7 separate regions of the Mus musculus genome follow, and regions 1, 2, 3, 5, 6 and 7 are each linked to region 4. A link is a contact called in public Hi-C, HiChIP or PLAC-seq and promoter capture Hi-C data. All regions are on one chromosome and are shown on one strand. The core of a region is the stretch at or near the end of the contact, and the rest is flanking DNA. Distances in the headings are between cores, read along the strand shown. Region 1 holds the start of Aldh9a1 (aldehyde dehydrogenase 9, subfamily A1). Region 2 overlaps Uck2 (uridine-cytidine kinase 2). Region 3 holds the start of Uck2 (uridine-cytidine kinase 2). Region 4 holds the start of Tada1 (transcriptional adaptor 1). Region 5 holds the start of Adcy10 (adenylate cyclase 10). Region 6 overlaps Mgst3 (microsomal glutathione S-transferase 3). Region 7 holds the start of Tmco1 (transmembrane and coiled-coil domains 1).

Region 1 (2,700 bases), core at 173-2,672, 970 kb before region 4:
GGCCAGAGCTCACCTGCGGGCAATGCTGCTTCTGTGCCTCTAAAGGGAGGCAGGCTGAGAAACTCTTCCCAGCTATCATGGCCTCTCCCATCAGTTCAGGTTCTGGCAAATCCCTGCCTCGTGGAGGTCAGTGTACTTTTACTTCTCTCACTAAACAAGCCCTTCTGGCTTACAGAACACATTTTTTTTCCCTGCTCTGAATATTCAATAAGAATAATCAAAACAAACACAAAAGTCAACCCAAAGTCCAAGAAACAAAGAACTCGCTTCCTCCTTAGTTTGTGCTAAGGGTTTGCTCCAAAGCATTAAGTGCTTGCAAGGATGAACTGTAGAAATCTAATGAACATCGTGATTACAGCTAATAATACCGTAAAATACATATTCACTTAAAATCTGCCAAGTGTGCAGAGCATGAAAGTTCTCACTACTCATAGGTGGAAACTACGTGGAGATAACGGATAAGTTCATTAATTAACAGTGGTAAGCACTACACGTGATTACACATGTTCAATGTTTTTTTTTCTCTCTCTCTCTTGTTAACCTGGAGAGCTAGCAGGCACTAAAGCTAAACAGATGTTGTCGGCTGCTGTTTTTTTTTTTCTCTCCTTTCCCAACTCTCATCGAAGTTCAGAAATATCCCAGCACTAGAAGGGGGAAGGTCATGTGGATCATGCATAACAGAAATCACCTGTGAGTCAACATCCCAGTAGCAGACTCTCCTGCAGGCCCAGCTCTCAAAACTCAAAAGACCCACAGGTTCTACGCCAGACTCTCCTGCTCCAGCCATGTAGTTACTCCCGGCCCCCCAGCGCACCCCACCGCACCCATAGCGCCCCCTCTTTTCCAGGAGCCTCCCCAACATTCTGTGCTCCGTGCTGCGACCACGCAAGTTCAGCAACCCTTGGCGGAGAGCTCGGAAGGACTCGGGGCAGCAGACTCAGTGCACAGGGCCGGGGAAGACCCACCCCATCCGCGTGCCGCCCCGCGCCAGGTTACCGGTGGCTGGCTCGAACGCTTTCTCCGTGCCGGAAGCATCCACCGGCTCCACACGGGCCCCGCCGCGGTAGTTGAGCGGCTGCGACACGACGAAGGTGCCAGTACTCATGGCGGCGACTGCTGCAGCCCGGTGAATGCGGAGGAGCGAGGTCAGCACAGAACCGACTGCACCGAGGATCATCTGCTACGCGTGCAAAGCGTCCGGAAGCCCCAGCAGATTACTACTGGAGGGGGAGATAGCGCGGTAACGAGGAGGGAGTGGCGAGGGGCGGAATCTCTGGGGCGTGGCCCATGGAAAGAGGCGACCCTGGCTGGGCAGGGGTGGACCACTAGGGAACAGGACCTCGGGGAGGTGTGGACCGTGAGTGTGAAGACCCGGGGCCCTCAAGGAGAGCCCAGTAGAGCCCACTGGGAGGAAGGGACAGTGGGAGGGGCGTGGCCTCGTGCCACGAGGGGGTGTGGCGTGAGAGGACGGCCAATGAGAGCCTAGAGTGAGTAGCTTGGGCCTAGTCAGCATAATTAAGGGCCTGGTGAGAGCTTCTGGGGCTGGAACTGGAAGACCTTTGGCCTAGATAATTACGTGGAACACCACACCACCCAAGTCCTCCGGTCCAGATCCCGAAGGAGTTCCTGGAAGGATAATGAGACCCCTTCTACTGGGCCTGCAAGCTTTTGCAACATTCTCCTTACTGTATTTCTTTGATTTCTTTTTGTGCTTTGTAGAAGCACAGTATTAGGGAATGTGTTCTTCTTTTTTTCTTTTTTTTTATTAGATATTTTCTTTATATACATTTCAAATGCTATCCCGAAAGTTCCCTATACCCTTCCCCTGCTCTGCTCCCCTACCCACCCACTCCCTCTTCTTGGCCCTGACATTCCCCTGTACTGGGGCATATAAAGTTTGCAATATACCAAGGGACCTCTCTTCCCAATGATGGCCGACTAGGCCATCTTCTGATACATATGCAGCTAGAGATACGAGCTCTAGGGGCACTGGTTAGTTCGTATTGTTGTTCCACCTATAGGGTTGCAGACTCCTTCAGCTCCTTGGGTGCTTTCTCTAGCTTCTCCATTGGGGGCTCTGTGTTCCATCTTTTAAAAGACTGTGAGCATCCACTTCTGTATTTGCCAGGCACTGGCATAGCCTCATACAAGACAACTATAACAGGGTCCCTTCAGCAAAATCTTTCTGGCATATACAATAGTGTCTGGGTTTGGTGGCTGAGTGTGGGATGGATCCCCGGGTGGGGTAGTCTCTAGATAGTCCATCCTTTCGTCTTAGCTCAAAAATATGGAACGCTTCACGAATTTGCGTGTCATCCTTGCGCAGGGGCCATGCTAATCTTCTCTGTATCGTTCCAATTTTAGTATATGTGCTGCCGAAGCGAGCATGGAATGTGTTCTTCTAATTTAGTAAAAATTTTGGTCAATTTTCTCAGCTCTCTGTACGAATTAATCTTTTCAGTGCCTCTGAGATGTGTAGGTTTGGGTCCTCAAATGGAAACAGCAGTACCCAATTAAGAACACCTAGGCCCGAACTCAAAGGACTGCTTTTGTTGGGGTTGGTCAGAAACATCTGGAAACATCTGGCCTGGGTCAAGATCATTGACAGGTACAGAGATAACAGCTGGTCGTTTTGTGGCCAGTTGTGTTTAAAGTATTCTGCCCAGCCATCCCATGTTGATTTGTTACATTTAGATCGTC
Region 2 (2,700 bases), core at 151-2,650, 870 kb before region 4:
TTTAATGGCCTCTGATGCTGGTGACCAGGAGTGGCACTACTAGCTTGCATGCAATGATGGGCCTTTCCATAAGCAACATGTGCATATGTAAACCTGTCTATTTAAATATGTATGTATGTATGCATGTGTGTATGTATGTATGTGTACCGTGTATGTACCTCATACCTGTGAAGGCCTGAAGAGGAAAAGATGGTTGTGAGATGCCGTGTGGGTGCTGGGCAAAGGGATTCAAACCCAGTCCTCTGCAAGAGCAGCAAGTGATTTTAAACACTGGGCCATTTCTTCAGCCCTGCAAAATTAGTTTTGTTTGTTCCTCAGAACAACCACATGGAAATGGAATTTCTTGGTCAAAAAGACCATTTATCTGTCTAACCATTTATCCGCTAGCCTAGCTGCTAGGCAGGCTCTGTGGTGCGGTGCCAGCCGCTGCTAGCGTTTGGGGATAAGTTTCCAGGTGCAGTGTTGCTGGGGTGGCTGTGCTGTAAAGCTCCCGACTCTGCAGCAGATATGGCGAGCACAACAGCAAGAGACTGGGGAGATGGTCGCCCTCTGCCGCATCATCTTCTCCTTCCCAGGAGGATGGGCACACACCTGCTTTCATTGCTCTGCAGTCTGTTCCCACGCCCCTAAGCCCCATATGCAAAAGGATAGAGTAGTTCTTTTATTATTTTGCCTTAGTCTAGCACATGACTCTGTCCTCCTCTTTGAACTGGAATGAAGTGGGGAGCTGAGCAGACGTACTCCCAGGGAGCAGCAGTCTCTATATCTTCTCGGAAAGGGAGACTCATTGGCACGCGGGAGCCTGTGCTGGGCTCTCAGCTCGTGCCAGGCTCCTTCACCGTGGGAACTGGTCATACGCTGGTTGGCTCTTTTTTTTTAAATAAAACATTTCATTAATGAGATTATCAGTTCTAAAATGAGGGAAAGATTACAGGGTGATATCTCCCTCAGCCAGCTGTAGGTTCAGGTGCTGTTTTTCAGGGTGGGTCCACAGCTACAGACCATCCTATAGGACAAAGTATGCTATAATCACAAACTCAAATTCCAGGCTCTACACCATCATGAGAGTGGTCTTGCTTGTACCCTACATAAGAGACTAGAAAGGGGGTTCATTTCTGCTTGCCTTCCGATCTCTGTAGTCCTTTATGCCAGCTTCAAATTCATCTGGCACCTGGCTGGCAGACATTCATGACCCCAGCCAGGTCTTTTCTTTGAAACAAATCACCAGTTGGAAGAATAGCCTGTGTTTGGATGAGCAAATTAAATCTGATCTCTGAAGGATGGGTTGTAGTGTAACCACAAAATTCCACTTCTGGTTTCTTCATGATCAGATACCACAGCAAATTTCCTAGAATATGGGCCTCCGCTAGAAATGTTGCAGATGTTTCTAGCGATGTTGCACAACGTCTGTTCCAACTGCCTGGCCCGTTTCCAGGGCTGGCTTCCTCTTGCCTTCAGCCACCGAGATCGTTAATCCTGGTATATTTCTCCCCAGCTCCTGGTCCTCCTTCACCGTGGGAAGGTTTCAGGAGCCTCAGGTGATGCCGGTGAAAAGGACAGAAATGCTGGCCTGGCTGAGATGTCACATACCTATAATCCCAGTACTCGGGAGGTAGAGGCGGAGGCGGAGGCAGAGGAGGCAGGCAGATTTCTGAGTTCGAGACCAGCCCGATTTAGAGTGAGTTCCAGGACAGCCAGGGCTACACAGAGAAACCCTGTTCCAGAAAAACAACAACAGTAACAAAAAGGGTAGAAACGTGGGGACTAGAAGTGTGCAGACTAGGTAGCAGCTGTCTTTTTGATGGCCTTATTTTGCTTAGCACACGTTATCCTGGAAGGTTGCGCTGCATTGTAAGTACAGTCCACATTTGGCTTACCTGTCAATGGAGGAATGGTTGTTGCGTGAACAGTGCTGCTGTGAACATGAGCCCGTGCACATGTATTTCAACCCCTGCCTTCAGTTCTCTGGGGGCACATATCCTAATGTGGAATTAATACACCATGTGGTAATTTAATGGTTAATATTTGTAGGCGTTACCATCCCACTGTCCACAGTGCCCACAATCATTTTATACCCGTCACTTACGCAAAACTTCCCCTTTCCCCATGTCTTTCTGACGTGTGTGGAAGGCTATTTCCTTGTGGTTTTGATTTGCATTTCCATTGGGCATCCGTGTTGAGCACCTTTTGTTTGCGTCTCGACTTTGGGTCTTGACTTTGTCCATTTTATAGTCAGGTTTTTGGTTACTGTAGTAGAACTTCTTTATGTATTTAGGATACCATTCCCCAACCAATATATGAATGCAAATACTTTCTCCCACCCCACGGATTCCTTTCTACTCCATGGTCAGTACTCTTCCTACGAAGTCCAGCTTCCCTGATTTTCCTTTGGCTTTCTCTGCTTCAGGTATCATATCCCACACCACTCCAAACCCCAGGTCACAATGTTTTGCCTCCCATGTTTCCCCAGTATTGTATAATATAGCTTTTCGGAGTTTTTGTTTGTGGAATAATGTCAGCAAAGTTTCGGCTCTGTTTGGAAGGAATAGCTGAGCTTTCTCAGTACCTTTGGTAAAGGATAATTTTCTTACAAGGAAGAAGATAGCGGCTATTTAGGTTGTCACTGAGCTGTGTGGTGCAGTGTCTTCCAGGTTTTTTTTTTTTTTTTTTGTTTTGTTTTGTTTTGTTTTTTCCCTAAAT
Region 3 (2,700 bases), core at 12-2,511, 910 kb before region 4:
TGTTATTGTTGTTGTTGTTGTTGTTATTGTTTTTGATTTTTCGAGACAGGGTTTCTCTGTATAGCCCTGGCTGTCCTGGAACTCACTTTGTAGACCAGGCTGGCCTCGAACTCAGAAATCTGCCTGCCTCTGCCTCCCAAGTGCTGGGATTAAAGGTGTGCAGAGGCAGGTGGATTTCTGAGTTCAAGGCTAGCCTGGTCTACAGGTTTCTGGTTCTAGGACAGCCAGGGCTATATAAAGAAACTCTGTCTCGAACCCCCCCCCAAAAAAAAAGAGGTTCAGAGTTCAGAGAAGCGGAGATTCTAGTACTACCTTTCAGGTGTGCCCAGCAAAACTGCCCTTTCTGGTTCCTTTAGGAGTCTTTTCAAGCCCCAATACTCTACAGTGATATTCAGGCATTGTTCTAAAAACTTTACCTATGATAATTCATTTTAGCCCATCAAAAATCCTAGCGTGTATCATTTTTATTTTCATTTAATAGAGCACTGAGGCACATTGGCCTTGCTTATGGAACTTGATGTGAATGAAGACATCTGGCTCCCGCGGTGAAGACTCCTTTTTAGTCTCCATTTGGTACTGTTTTCCTAACTAAGTGACAAATTGCCTGCCTCTAATAAACTAGGTCAGTTAAAGTCATCAATGAATGGAAATGGCATTGTTATGTTTCTATTTTCATTAACCCTAGCTCCACGGGAATGTCAGTACTGCGGAGCTAGGATGGTGTGGAAGGGCACTGGTTTTTCAGGGAGGAGTAACCGTCCCCGAGTCACCCTTCTTTTAGGGAGTCACATGAGGACAGACCTGCTAAGGAAAATGGCACTTGGGGGTTTCCAAGACAGGAACTCTCTTAAGCCGAGCGGGTGACACACTATTTTGGCACACGGAGGGTGGGAAGGGAGTCTCTGAAAACACAAGTTTCAGTGAGGATGAAGGGTCTAGGCATTAATTCTCCATCTTCATATTCCCAGCCTTTTCCAGTTTTGCGTCTCAAACCTCCAGTCTCTGCTCTGCTCTGGCAGTCTCTTCTAGCTTTTGATCTCTTTTGAAATAGGACGCAGAGTGGCGCATTAAGACGCTGACCTAGCCGGTTTCTTCACCCCTCCACCCCACCCCCCGCTCCGTCCCAGAAAGGGTTAATCCGGCGGGTGGGGAGGGGAGTGGCGCTCACACCTTTCCCAGAGACCTCGGGCGGCGGCGGGGCCCGGGCGGGGCGGAGGCTGGGGCCAGACTCCTGGCGAATAGCAGCGCGCAGCCCGCCCGGATTGGAGCAGCCTCATCACGCTGACCTCTGCCTGGGATGTAAACCCCACGGGCCGCCACGGGCACAGGAGAGCTCTCGGCACCTCCGGGAAAGCCACCTCGGCCTCCCCCGCGCCCGGGCTCCAGCCGCGGCCGGCCCAGCCTCGACCTCAGCAGCGACCAGCTGCTCCTGCGAGGAGCCGAGCGAGCCCGGTCGCGGGCGGGGAGCGTGCGTCGGTTCGCACAGGCTGCGAGAGGAGGGGCGGCGCGAGTCATGGCCGGGGACAGCGAGCAGACCCTGCAGAACCACCAGCAGCCCAACGGCGGCGAGCCCTTCCTGATCGGCGTGAGCGGGGGCACGGCCAGCGGGAAGGTAAGAGTCCGCGCGCCCTGCTCGCACGGCGGGCGGCGCATGTGGCCGGCGCCCGCGGGCCGTGTCAGTTGCAGCCTGCCACCGCGTGGCCCGCGGGATCCTCGTTCCGGGCCGCCGCGCTCCGGCGCCGCCAGACCCCGCGCAGGCTCGGTGCGCGGCGTTGGGGACCAGCGGGGGGACCCGGGCGACCGAGGGTCCAGGATGCGGGTTCCTCCTACAAGTCCCCCGCAGGGATGGTGCGCTCCCTCGCTGGTTCCCGGCGGCGGCTGTGACTCGTGGTCAGGGTCTTGTGGGGGAGGGGCGGAAAGCGGATGCTTATTGTTTTGCAAGTCGGGTGTAAGGACCCGGCTTTCGGGGCTTCCCTCGGAGCCCCGGTACGCTCCTCCGCCCGGCTTGGCCCTGGCCCCGGCCCAAGCCTGTGGGCTGCGAGGCTGGCCGGGATGCGCGAGGTGGCGCGCCCGCTGCCGGGAGCCCACCTGGGGGTTGCAGGGCTTTCCGGGAGAGCCGAAGCTCGATGGGCACAGTCACGGATGGGATGACAGCAGGGGCTGCTGTCTTTTATGCTTAGAAGAGAAAACCGCATCAGTCTCAGTGAGAAAGTTGTACAGGCTCCATGCTCTTCGGTGTCCGGGTCGCTCGCTCCTTGGATCGCAGGGAAGGGGTTACCGAGTCTGACTTTGCGAGGAACCTCTTTCCTTTGTATTTTCTCCTGCACGGCAGCGAGGGGCGACTTGACTTAACCTCGGGTCTTTACTGCAGGTGGAGAAGGGTGGAGCCCTCCCAGATGGTTCTTTCTTTACTCCCCCTCGCTCCCTTTTAGGATGTGGCTGCTTGTTCGCCTGCCGTTTAACAGCCGCCAAGTTCAGTGGGCGCTCGGGCTCCATGAGGGGCGCCCGAGGGAGCTGGGCGCCGCGTGCGGCCGCTGGTGAGGCCGGATGGTGAGTCCCCAAGGCTGGGCAGCGTGGAGCAGGAAGGCTGGATGGCGCCATGAGACGCGCGCCACGCGCCACGAGGTTTTAGCTTCCAGCCCATTTCTCCTTGGCCCCTCCTCCATTTTGATTTTTACGTATTTTCCCTCCAGGTCTGGA
Region 4 (2,700 bases), core at 51-2,550:
CAACTTGTGACTCTCCATTGAGAAGTCCACATCTGGGTATGTCTTATTTCCCTGGGCATCTCTTTTTAATTCCGGTGCTTAAAAATCTACAAATAATAATACTTATTATTTATTTATTTATTTATTTATTTAAAGCCTTTTAAAGAGGGGTTCCGACGAGGAGCTTGCACCTAAGCTTTTCTGACGGCCTTTCTATTAACACCACCTCTGCTTCACGGGCTGCTCTTGTCAATCATTTCAACTTCAGTGCCAGGAAATACGGGTTTGCCAGAATTGAAGTTCCCCCAAAAGATCGAGGCTCCTCCTCCGGCTGCCGCAGGCTACTGCTTATAGAGCTGTCACTCTGCCCCAGTCCCTGCTGACAGCCCGGCGGTGTGGGGAACGGGAGGACTTTCCAAGTAACCCCTGAAAAGCATCACACGGCGGGAACCAGAAGCCTCAGTCCCATCCTTGGGCAGTGACTTTGGGGGAATAAGTAATCTCTGTCTCTCGAGTACGAACTGTGCCGATCTCAGGTCTGAGGATTGGCTGGCCCGTGTGGAACACTGGGAAAGGCGTCCTACGGCCGGCTAGGCAGCCGCCCCCTTGGATGCTGTGGTTGTAAGGTGGGTGACCGACCGACTTCACTTGGGGTCTCTGTGCCTTCCGAACCCGCTTTCACAGCTCTTCTAGCTGGCCCCTGAGCAACGCGGGCCTCCGCCTCCGGGAAGCCCTCCGGGCCCCCCCACCCCGCCCCGGCGCGCCCCCCGCTCTACCGACTCCGGGGCGCCTAGGGCGCTGCTCCCGCCCCCACGCGGGTATCACCGGTGTCGGGACGCCCAGGAGAAAGTCCTCCAGCGCCTCGAGTCCCGGCGGAGCCCGCACGGGAGCCGTGGCGGCCGCGAGACGCCTACGGCCTCCGGGAGGTGAAGAGAGTCCAGGGACTACGGCAGCCCCGAGCTTGGGGCACACCCACGGACAGGCCCGGAGGCTGGTCCCCGCGGCTCTTACTGTTTCACGTTGTCCCCCAGCGCCTCGCTCAAGTTCTTCTTGGCTGCCTCCAGCTCGCTCACAAAGGTCGCCATTGCAGCGCGCGTCTTTCAGCCCGACCGTAGACCGCGCGGCCCACGGCCACCAGCAACCGAAAGATCAACGCGGCGGAAGGCCTGCGCGCCGGACGCTGGAGGCTCGACTCGACTCGATTCCACTCGGCTCGGCTCGGCTCGGTTCGGCTCGGCTCGGCTCGGTTCGGCTCGGCTCGGCTCGGCTCGGCTCCGCTCGGCTCGGCTCGGCTCCGCTCGGCTCGGCTCGGCTCGGCTCTGCTCGGCGGCCCCGCCCCCATCCGCTAGGGAGACGTTGCGTGGGTTTGGTTCTTGGCCCCGCCGTCTCGCAGTTGGGAAAGCACCCAGCCAAACTCCCTTCGCCAACTCCCGCCTCTTGGCTCACGTGACCCGCTTCCCCTGGTGGGCGCGTGCCCAACCTACGCCCGCCTGCCCGCCCGCGGCGGCCCCCGGGGCGCGAACTTGACCGCCCCGCCCGCCCTCCGGCCAGGCCCCGCCCTGACTGCAGGTCAGCTCTTCCCAGAAGGAAGAGCTCAGGTCCCCGAGTGCATGCAATATCTAATTTATCCTCTTGTCCTCATTTTTTTGCCAAGTGCTCACCACCTATTGTGACATTTAGTTGGTCGATCTCGTTTTCTGCCTCCTGCAACTAAAACGAGAGCTGCCTGAAGGCAGGATTTATGTTACTCAAGTTCTGAACATTCACTATTGACAGATCAAATAAAAATAATTCCCAAGCAGGACTACCAAAGGTCCTAGGGGAGGTAACAGGAGGAGTCTCAGCAGCTAGTTAGCCTGACCCACAGAGGAAAAGACGCAAAGAACCTCGTTTCAAGTCAAGGTCAAGTGGAAGGACCCACAAGCTAGCTTGTCCTCTCTCAAATTCCAAATTCACACTCGAATATGCACATATATACTACACTAGGAAGCCATAGCTGTGTTCAGCTTAAAACTTTTTAAAGCCTACTTTTAAAGTCTCTCTCTCTCTCTCTCTCTCTCTCTCTCTCTCTCTCTCTCTCTCTCTCTCTCTCGTTTTGACAGAGTGGCCTCTTAACTCACATAGATCCAACTGCCTCTAGTGCTGGCTGGGACTAAAGGCATGGGTCACCATGCCCAGCTTGTTTGTTCTTGAAATAGGGTCTCTCTTTGTAGCCCTGGCTATCTGACACCAGGCTATTATTTTGCCTTAATGTTCATGTTTGTTTGTTTGTTTTTTGAGACAGGGTTTCTCTGTATAGCCCTGGCTGTCCTGGAACTCACTTTGTAGAACAGGCTGGCCTTGAACTCAGAAATCCACCTGTCTCTGCCTCCCAAGTGCTGGGATTAAAGGCATGTGCCACCACTGCCCGGCTAATGTTCATACTTTTAATGACAGCATAATTTTTTAAAGATTTTGTTTTTAGGTAGATGTCGTTGTGAGTGAATTTACAGGTGGTTGTGAGCAGCGGGCCCTGTTAAATACTGCACAGATAAGATGCATACAATGACTTCTTTCCTGTCTATTAAACTGGGGTTTTCTCCTGTATTAAAAGAAATATTTTAACAAGCATCTTTATGCAGATTCTCCTCATTTGTAATTATTACTTTAGGACAGAATCCTGTAAGAGAATCATGGGATCGGGTGGCAGGAATCGTTATGAATGTCTCGTCCCTGTGGTCA
Region 5 (2,700 bases), core at 89-2,588, 890 kb after region 4:
ATGAGTCTAAAAGGCAAGGATATCTAAAGTAAATAGCTGGGAGTTTTTCTTATGAGTCTTCTTAAGAGTAAAATAGACAAATTCCATTTTAGAAGAATTTTCTGTAAGTTCTGCAACATAATAAATGGTAGTGGCAGAGATACTCTCCACAGATACACCCACGGCTTAGTTACAATTTAAGCACTTCACAGGTTGTTTTGGGACTCACTGTGTAGACTTTGAACTCACAGAGGTCTACCTGACCCTTCCTCTCAGATGGTGGGATGCCACCATGCCCGGCTCCCTCAGGCACCTTAGATGAAGCATTTCATGTAAGACTGACACATTGGGGATGTCCAAATCTACAGAAAAGGTGTGTTTAATCCTCTCATCTGGAGGGCATGTGGATGGCACCTTGCCAATTCTCTCACAGTCAAGCAGAATGTGTGAGCCTGTGGGAATATAACTAGGAATGAGGATTCCCCACCCCCACCCCAAACAAAAGAACAAGTGAGGATGTGAAGGTACAGCAAGCATCCTTCCTGGCTGAATCCAAGCACACCTTCTGATGTCATGGGAAAACTGAGCAGTAACAGGATGCGAAGATTATGGATATGTTAGGACCGATCACAACCATGTCCATCATCATCTCTTGTAGAGTTTCCTACTAGTTTTTGACTTATGCTCAGTTTTTCATCAATAATGTAGTCTTCTTTAAGAAGAGGACAATGGGGGTTGGGGCTGGGGGGTTGAAAAGGAACGGTATCACCAAAGCTTGCTTGATCACTCTGTCAACTCCTCTTCTGCATTCTTCATGGTTTTTAGTGTCTATACACTTTTGTGACTTATTTTCTGTCAGTCTCTTCTTGGCCTGTTTACACTGTCTCCCTCTGAACTGTAAACCCCCTCTTTAGAGATCACATTATTAGTCTTTCTTTCTTCCACAGCACCTTTCTAGCACCTTCATATGATAGGCACTTACTATTTGACTGATGAAAGCAAACAGGACAAGCTAGAAATATATGATATCCAAGACAAACAGGACAGGGTCACATTTAAGCTTCTAATCTAACCTAAAAGGCTGGCAGAAATAAACCCTGAACTTGCCAACCACTCTCCTCTCAAGTCTATTAGCTGTGACACTAGATGGTCGTTTTCCTTCTAGCTCTGCTATTTCTTCTACTGAAACTCCTACTTCCCACGTACCTCTGTTCTCCAAGACTGTGGAGAAGCTCGAGCCTAGATTAGGGACTAGATCTTTCAGGAATGCAGAGAACAGGAAAGGGGTCTGGTGTTATTATTCTGAAGACAGCAGAAGTGCCATGTCTGTCCATACCTGACCCATCAAATGACAGTTTTGTCAAAAAGCCGTTTTCCAGGCCACACCCTCATCAGAAGTTCATTGTTTCACGCGCACTGGCTGTGCTTCTGATTGGCTGGCATCACCGTACCCCTCCCCCAACACTGAGTGGTCTACTGCTCTTGGAAGACTGGCTTGGCTCAATCTCAGGTTCTCATGTCTGGACATGTGAGACAGTTGGAGAGAGTGAAATAACCCCATCGTTTACACATCTCTTTCCTTGACCATGTGGAGGGTGACTGAAATTAGGTCACAGTTGATAGGTGACTATTATCAAAAGAAAAGTCTCTTAAGCAAGCACCCAAGTTTAGTCAATACAGTAGTTTCGCCATGTCTTTGGTTTTGTTACGCAAGCTAAGTTACCACTGATCAACTTTGGTCTGAAAACATGAATGGAAAATTACAGCAATACTCTTTCTTTTTGGAATTACAGTGTTCAGCAGCATAATGAAGTCTCTCACTGTCCTCTCTGGGACACGAATCATCCTCCTGTCCAGTGTAGTCACTCTGTATAAATGACTTGTATGGCAGACTTGTCAGCATTTTGCTACAATTGTCTTATCTTATTACTGTTGTTATTAATTTCTTACTATACTTCATTAAAAAACTGGCATAGATGTCTACAGACAACCAGCAGCACCTCAGCGTTTGGTACTATCTTCCAGGTGCTGCCAGGGCTGGTGGATAAACAAAGGAGCACTATTGTAGTGACCACACTATCAGGGCCATGAATTTTACCAGTTTTAATGAATTTACTACTTGTGAGGTAAAATTTTGACAAATTATACATCTGTTTTTGAATATACGTCTGGTTTTAATGTGTCTACTTATAAATTTACGCAAAGGTCAGTTAAAATCTGAGGCCTTATGAGTAAGAATTTAAGTTTTCACAATCCAGTGGGACACTGTCAAAGTATGTTTTAAAGGAGCTGTCCTGGCTAGTTTTATGCCAACTTGACACAAGGTAGAGTCATCAGAGGTGGGAGCCTCAGCTGAGAGAAGGCCTCTATTTGGCTGGGGTGTAGGTGAGCTTGTGAGGCCTTTTCTTAGAGATTGATGTGGGTGGACTCAGCTGCTGTGGTGGGCCCACCCTTCGACAGGTGGTCCTGAGTGCTATAGGAAAGAAGGTTGAGCAGGAGAGAATGCAGCCCCATGGCCCTGCATCAGCTCCTGCCTCCAGGCTCCTGCCCTGTTTGAGTCCCAACTTCAATGATAGACTATGATGTGGAATATCGAAGTGCGAGGTCAAACCCTTTCTTCCCCAACTCTGCTTTTGGTGTTTCATGGCAGCAACAGAAACCCTAAGACAGGGCATATATTTAAAACTTAAACAAAAAACTGAAAATATATGTGAATATTCT
Region 6 (2,700 bases), core at 111-2,610, 1.0 Mb before region 4:
AACACGTGAGCCTATGGGACATTTCAGACTGAGCGTCCCTTAGGAGACTTTCCCAATCTGAGACTTCCACATGAGTCTGTAGGACGAGAAGTTCTTTTACTCTCAGCTAGAGCAAAAGCAGGTGGGTCCTGGTGAGCACATCTCCCTTCAGCCAGAGTTTGTACTTGAGCTTCTAACCTTCCAACATGAAAGTGGAGTTCCTTATAAGTCCTTAAAGTTCTGGACAGACATCCATGAGGAAATTTTGTTGGTGGTGGTGGGGTTTTTTTTTTTTTGGGCGGGGGTGGGGGGGTGTTTTTGTTTTTCAAGACAGGATTTCTCTACATAGCCTTGCCTGTCCTGGAGCTCACTCTGTAGACCAGGCTGTCCTCAAATTCACAGAGATCCTCCTGCCTCTGCCTCTGCCTCTGCCTCCCCAGTATCGGGATTAAAGGTGTGAGCCACCACTGCCAGACTTGAAAATACTGTTTTAAAAGCTACCTTCTGTCCATTCCAGGTTGGAGGTGTACCCTCCCTTCCTGTTTTTCCTAACGGTGGGAGGTGTTTACCACCCGGTAAGTTTCTTCTGGGGCTGTTCATCCATTTAGATGTGGTTCCCCCGAGCTACCCAGGGCACAGGGAGAAGGAGAGGAACCTGGAATGAGGAGCCTGGGGTCAAGCAGCACTTATTTAAAAGGATTTTATTTACTGAGTTATTATGAGGTTTGCTTTAAAGTAGGCAGATCTCACCTAGTTTTCTTAGAGAGAGGAGAAGCCTCTTAGCCACTATTTAACTTTCATGGGGTCAGCTGAGCCCCAGAAGCGTGAACTTTGACCCCAGGTCCATCTATTTCTGAAAGGTTTGTGTCCACAGGGAGTGGATTTGCTTTCCTCATTCACCTATGCAAAAAACAAACATCTACCCACACCCAAGGTTACAGCAGTGAACAAGACAGGCAGACGCCTGGATTAATCAGCCTTTCCTTTAATTGGGGTCATAAGTGAAGTATGTTAGAAAGTGCTGAGTGCCCAGTAGCAAACTGTTAGGAGGCAGGACAGGAGTGTGGGGCTCAGAGATGATGAGGAGTGTGGCCAGGGTCGGGGCTCTTACTGAGGTGACAGTTAAGCAAACTCACAAGCGATGAGGAAGAAGGAACTGCAGGTGTCTGTCTGTCTGTAGCACCCGGCATCCAGAAGGCACGCAGTCATTAGTCACACCTGAGGTTATAGCAGTGGACAGGACAGGCGGGCACCTGTACAACTGAAAACAGCCCAAAAACATTGACCCAAAATTGCTAGCAATTACGCAGCACTGTAGAGAAGAACGGCCTGGCAGAGACTAAGCTAAAATAGAGAGTAACTGGGGCTCTATCGATAGTTGAACTTCATCCTCCCGCCGGAGACTTCTCATCCGGAGTCAGTTCATGCAAATCCTCCCATAGCAACCAGCACCGCCCATAGCAACCAGCACCGCCCATAACACTAGCGGCTCACCCTGCGCCAACCTTAGCTCCTTCTTATTCTGTCTGGGAAGTGGGGTTACTCGGGATGAATGGAAGAGAAGGGTGTCTCAACCTTCATAAGCCTTTACCCTCTCCTGTCAGGAGTGTTGGGAATGGGGAGCCCTTTGCCCTCTAGGTACACATATTCATGGGTTTGCTATACATTTTTTTCTCACCTTGTCTCATGGAGCTCCAGCCCTACTGGGTGCAGGCTGCAGCACTGGCTTCATCCAGGCATTGTCCCTGCAGACAGTGTAACCCAGCAGCTGTTCAGTCAGTGTGTGAGACCCAGGGTCCCATTTCAGATATCAGAGTTTCCTCTTCTGACTCACCCTGGAACCCTGAGGCCTGCCTGCTCTTACCTGCGCTCCAGAACCAGTTCCCCCAGTTGCCCTGAGAAGGAAGTTCCTTCTGGTCCACAGTCCTCCCATCAGGAAAGCTAGGATTCACCTTGCCATTGAGCATGCCATTGTAGACAACCACGGGTCTTCAATTTTCCTGACTGAGACGAATAACCCCATGATTTCCTAACTCTGTGAGAAATACATTAGCAAATGCATGAAATTACCATTGGCCAACACAGGTGTTGTCAGCTGTAGGCATTAATTAATGGAGGTCTGCTTCTTTAATGCAAACATCGTGCTGTCCTTTCATCCTAGCGCATAGCTTCTGGCCTGGGCCTGGCCTGGATTATTGGGCGAGTCCTTTACGCATATGGCTACTACACAGGAGGTAAGTAGATGCTGACATCCGCCAAGGAAATGCATTTTAGATTTATCTTCTTTAATATGTATTATGTACCTGTGTGCACCAGCCCACCCCTGGAGCTGCAGTTTCAGGTGCAAGCCACCTAACATGGGTGCTGATGACTGAATTCTGGCCCGCTGCAAGAGCAGCAGGTGTTCCTAACCACTGAGCCATCTCTTCTGCCCCCAAAACAAATTTTATTTATTTTTTATTTTTACTTTATTTTAGGTTTTTTTTTTTTTTTTTTTTTTTTAAGACTGTGTAGCTCTGGCTGCCCTGGAACTCACCTTATAGACCAGGCTGGCCTTGAACTCACAGAGATGTGCCTGCCTCGAACTCACAAATCACCGCCCAGCCAAATTTTAAATATTGTTACTGTATTTTAACTCTTGGTTTGGGATTTAAAGGTGGAGGAAGAAATGGGGCCAGAGAGATGGCTCGGCTGTTCAGGTGACTGACTGCTCTTCTGGAG
Region 7 (2,700 bases), core at 41-2,540, 930 kb before region 4:
CCCTAGAATTTCCTCTCCCTCTTTTATCTTCTATCTACATTCTAACTAATCCACAAGGCACTGGGTCCATCTGTACCATGAGATCTTCCATAGTCTCTCACAACAGAACAGGACCTCTTCTTTAGAATGAAGACTCTGTGTGTGTGTGTGTGTGTGTCTGCCATGACCCCTTTCCCCTTTAGCTCCCCGCCCCCCCCCCCCCCCCCCCCGTTTTAGGCAAGGTCTCGACAGGAAGTAGATCCAGCCTGGAATGCACTATGTAGACCAGGCCTGCCCTATCTGGAGCTCTACCACACCCAGATTCCTTTTAGCTTTATTAAAGATGCTGCACAAAGGTCTTTGATTTCTATCTTTACCAAGTTAGAGTATGGTTTTGTTTGTAACATGAATCTCCCTATGTAGCCCACACTAGCTGCGAACTCACAATCATGTCCATCTCCTGAGTGTTGAGATTTCAGTTGCCCTAACAAGGAACACTGGCTTGTAGTATTCTTGGTATACTCCTCTCTTAGTTACTGTGAACATGCACCCATTGAACTTCCCGTGTTGAACCGTCCACCGTCTTACCATACTCACATTTTTTACTTTGTTTTTCCACTTCTGCCTTCAATCTCTTGTATTTGTCTGTCCTGTAAACCAGGACCCAGGTTATGCCTAAACAGTAAAAGCAACATGCTAATGAGAAATAAATGGAAATCACAACAAACCATCTTTAATTGTTAGTATTGGAGACAAAAGGATTTCGACATTTTGCTCTATACTTATCAGTAACTTTTTTCAAAGTCAGATCAACCCATGTTTTGTTTTGTTTTTTTCAGTGTATCCACAAATACGTAAAGAAAATCAGGACGTATGACTCCACACTACTCTCCTGCTTCTATAGGGGGATGAGCCCGGGATTTCTTGCAACGGACCACGCAGGCCGCAGGGAGTGAGGCTCCCGATCTTTGCTCATGGGGTGCGAGGGACCCCAGTGCCCTTCCACCCTGGGATTAATCAAACGTCCAAGGAAACAGCCGCCCTCACCCTCGGCGAGCAGCGCGGTGCACACGGAGATAAAGACGATGAGCAGCGTGTCTGCAAACATGGTGCTCATCTCGCCCGTCTGTCCCCGCGCTCCCACCCTCCGCGGGGGGAAAGCACTCCAGAGCCAGAGAGACCGGGAAGAGACGTGGCGGGACCGACCCTCGAGGAGCGCTACAACTTTGACAGCCCCGAGTCTACACTTCCGCTTCCGGGGCGCCGACCCGGAACTACAGGCTTCACTCCCGCCGTCTGGCCGCCATAGTCGGGAGAGAGCGGCAACGCGCAAGTCTCGGGGGCCGAAGGCGCGCGCCAGGCCCGGTCTCGCGAGAGTTGGAAAGCCAGGTCGGTCGGAGGATGGCGGTGTGGTGGCGGCGGCGTTGCGACCTCGGCAGTGCGTTACCTGCTCTCCGAGCCCGATCGCCTACCTCACACTAGAACCCTGTCACACGGTGGCTGGACTTCACCCGCATCCCCGCCTCCGTGGCCGAAAAGTTAGGCCACCGCGTGCGGAGCGTCAGGGTCTGGGGGCTCGCCCCGGTCCTGGGCTGGGCGAGCCGAGTCGAGGAGTCCTCGGGCGCTGGTTAAACCAGCCTTTATGATGCCGGGGACGCCGTTGGAGGAGAAGGGCTGCACAACTCGCTTGCTGCGGCCGGGCTTTTATTGGAAGGAACGGTGGCGCAGTCGAAGGGGAAGAAGTGAAAACGTTGAATTTGAGTTAGAAGTGTTTTGGGGGCTGGGCGGTGGTGGCGCACGCCTTTAATCCCAGCACTTGGGAGGCAGAGGCAGGCCGATTTCTGAGTTCGAGGCCAGCCTGGTCTACAGAGTGAGTTCCAGGACAGCCAGGGCTATACAGAGAAACCCTGTCTCGAAAAAAAAAAGAAAGAAAGAAAAAAAAAAACAGCCGGGGGGTTGGGGGGGGACGGACACGGGGATAGAAAAAGGTGTGGTGTGTAAAAGTAGGATGTCTTGAGAGAGCCTCATACACTCAGATGTCCTCCGTGATGGACTGTAAATTACCGTGTGCAAGCGGGGCGAGAAAATGACGGGAAGGCCTTGATATAAGAGCACTCGATTCCTCCCAATTCTCAGATCTGCTCTTTTTCCTCAAGAAAACTCAGAAGTCTTCCTTTGTGCGTCCTTGTGTTTTTTTGAGACAGGGTTGCACTATGGAGCCCTGGTTGACCTGGAGCACTCAAGAGACCCCCCTGTCCTAGCTTTCCATAACTGTGCCACCATGCCCAGTTTGACTTCCATTTTCTGTCATTGTTCTTCCAAATTTCACTGCACACAATTTATAAATCTTCTGTAGCATTACCTTTTTAGTTTCTCTTGCCTTATATTTATCCAGGACTCCTTTAATAGATATTAAATATATGTCTATTAAATAAAGATATAACTATAAATATACGTCTTTAATAGACATTAAATATATGTCAGGAACAGTACTGGGCCCTGTAAGATGGAGCAAGATAAGATTCCTTGGTTCCAAAATTCCCCAGGGAAATTGTACGCCATAGTAAGATAGAATTATAGCTAAAGTGTTGAGAGCGCAAGACCGATTCTTCACGGAGGATTCAGAAAAGCTTCAGAAGCCAGGCGGTGGTGGTGCACGCCTTTAATCCCAGCACTTGGGAGGCAGAGGCAGGTGGATTTCTGAGTTCGAGGCCAGCCTGG

What was found. Promoter capture Hi-C pulls out the DNA fragments that hold promoters and counts their contacts. A called contact is a pair of places that touch in the nucleus more often than the background predicts. HiChIP or PLAC-seq counts read pairs in DNA pulled down with a chosen protein or histone mark. Capture Hi-C pulls out chosen DNA fragments and counts their contacts.
Region 1: a contact with region 4 is called in a promoter capture Hi-C map of adipose tissue. The contact joins the promoter of Aldh9a1 here to the promoter of Tada1 in region 4. A contact is called at or near these places in 24 of 39 promoter capture datasets (the 3T3-L1 cell line, 3T3-L1-derived adipocytes, the C10 cell line and 16 more), 1 of 15 datasets of contacts at CTCF or cohesin (pro-B cells), 5 of 484 Hi-C or Micro-C datasets (B cells, the Ba/F3 cell line, bone marrow-derived macrophages and 2 more), 11 of 115 datasets of contacts at active chromatin or transcription factors (the 230-238 cell line, astrocytes, bone marrow-derived macrophages and 7 more) and 2 of 9 other capture datasets (adipose tissue and liver).
Region 2: a promoter capture Hi-C map of hippocampal neurons shows a contact between it and region 4, with 4 times the contacts expected there. The contact joins the enhancer-like site here to the promoter of Tada1 in region 4. A contact is called at or near these places in 7 of 39 promoter capture datasets (the 3T3-L1 cell line, the C10 cell line, the HPC-7 cell line and 4 more), 3 of 115 datasets of contacts at active chromatin or transcription factors (SST interneurons, bone marrow-derived macrophages and large pre-B cells) and 1 of 9 other capture datasets (embryonic stem cells).
Region 3: a contact with region 4 is called in an H3K4me3 HiChIP or PLAC-seq map of embryonic limb bud, with 3 times the contacts expected there. The contact joins the promoter of Uck2 here to the promoter of Tada1 in region 4. A contact is called at or near these places in 5 of 39 promoter capture datasets (the C10 cell line, cranial neural crest, frontonasal cranial neural crest and 2 more), 2 of 484 Hi-C or Micro-C datasets (B cells and CD4 T cells), 10 of 115 datasets of contacts at active chromatin or transcription factors (astrocytes, bone marrow-derived macrophages, craniofacial prominence and 7 more) and 1 of 9 other capture datasets (liver).
Region 5: a promoter capture Hi-C map of liver shows a contact between it and region 4, with 2.2 times the contacts expected there. The contact joins the promoter of Adcy10 here to the promoter of Tada1 in region 4. A contact is called at or near these places in 4 of 39 promoter capture datasets (the HPC-7 cell line, liver and pre-B cells).
Region 6: a promoter capture Hi-C map of liver shows a contact between it and region 4, with 2.6 times the contacts expected there. The contact joins the enhancer-like site here to the promoter of Tada1 in region 4. A contact is called at or near these places in 12 of 39 promoter capture datasets (the 3T3-L1 cell line, 3T3-L1-derived adipocytes, the C10 cell line and 8 more), 7 of 115 datasets of contacts at active chromatin or transcription factors (the 230-238 cell line, bone marrow-derived macrophages, large pre-B cells and 2 more) and 1 of 9 other capture datasets (liver).
Region 7: a Hi-C map of natural killer cells shows a contact between it and region 4, with 7 times the contacts expected there. The contact joins the promoter of Tmco1 here to the promoter of Tada1 in region 4. A contact is called at or near these places in 9 of 39 promoter capture datasets (3T3-L1-derived adipocytes, the C10 cell line, the HPC-7 cell line and 5 more), 5 of 484 Hi-C or Micro-C datasets (B cells, CD8 T cells, cortical neurons and 2 more), 14 of 115 datasets of contacts at active chromatin or transcription factors (the SCID.adh cell line, astrocytes, bone marrow-derived macrophages and 10 more) and 2 of 9 other capture datasets (adipose tissue and liver).

Annotation. Positions count from the first base shown.
Region 1 is chr1:167,348,713-167,351,412 of GRCm38.p6, reverse strand. It overlaps Aldh9a1 (aldehyde dehydrogenase 9, subfamily A1), which reads right to left and starts at 1,422. Exons shown (of 11, transcript NM_019993.4): 1 at 997-1,422. The coding sequence starts at 1,177. It overlaps Gm24182 (a small nuclear RNA gene), which reads right to left and starts at 2,388; the gene lies at 2,282-2,388.
Region 2 is chr1:167,245,876-167,248,575 of GRCm38.p6, reverse strand. The region is part of intron 1 of Uck2 (uridine-cytidine kinase 2); the gene reads left to right. It also overlaps the pseudogene Gm51816. Among named protein-coding and RNA genes, the nearest start is that of Gm46170, 20 kb to the left of the region's middle. Within about 2 kb of position 1,400, at least 90 of the 459 cell types and tissues checked have an H3K27ac peak or open chromatin away from gene starts, as enhancers often do. A contact at or near this core is called in the HPC-7 cell line, SST interneurons, bone marrow-derived macrophages and 1 more, where this site is marked.
Region 3 is chr1:167,283,688-167,286,387 of GRCm38.p6, reverse strand. Uck2 (uridine-cytidine kinase 2) reads left to right here and starts at 1,261. Exons shown (of 7, transcript NM_030724.3): 1 at 1,261-1,612. The coding sequence starts at 1,514.
Region 4 is chr1:166,377,767-166,380,466 of GRCm38.p6, reverse strand. It overlaps Tada1 (transcriptional adaptor 1), which reads right to left and starts at 1,300. Exons shown (of 8, transcript NM_030245.3): 1 at 991-1,300. The coding sequence starts at 1,064.
Region 5 is chr1:165,483,821-165,486,520 of GRCm38.p6, reverse strand. Adcy10 (adenylate cyclase 10) reads right to left here and starts at 1,338. Exons shown (of 34, transcript NM_173029.3): 1 at 1,186-1,338.
Region 6 is chr1:167,373,306-167,376,005 of GRCm38.p6, reverse strand. Mgst3 (microsomal glutathione S-transferase 3) reads left to right here. Exons shown (of 6, transcript NM_025569.2): 4 at 497-554; 5 at 2,141-2,213. Among named protein-coding and RNA genes, the nearest start is that of Mgst3, 19 kb to the left of the region's middle. Within about 2 kb of position 1,360, at least 63 of the 459 cell types and tissues checked have an H3K27ac peak or open chromatin away from gene starts, as enhancers often do. A contact at or near this core is called in liver, where this site is marked.
Region 7 is chr1:167,307,260-167,309,959 of GRCm38.p6, reverse strand. Tmco1 (transmembrane and coiled-coil domains 1) reads right to left here and starts at 1,290. Exons shown (of 7, transcript NM_001039483.1): 1 at 1,027-1,290; 2 at 577-654. The coding sequence starts at 1,096.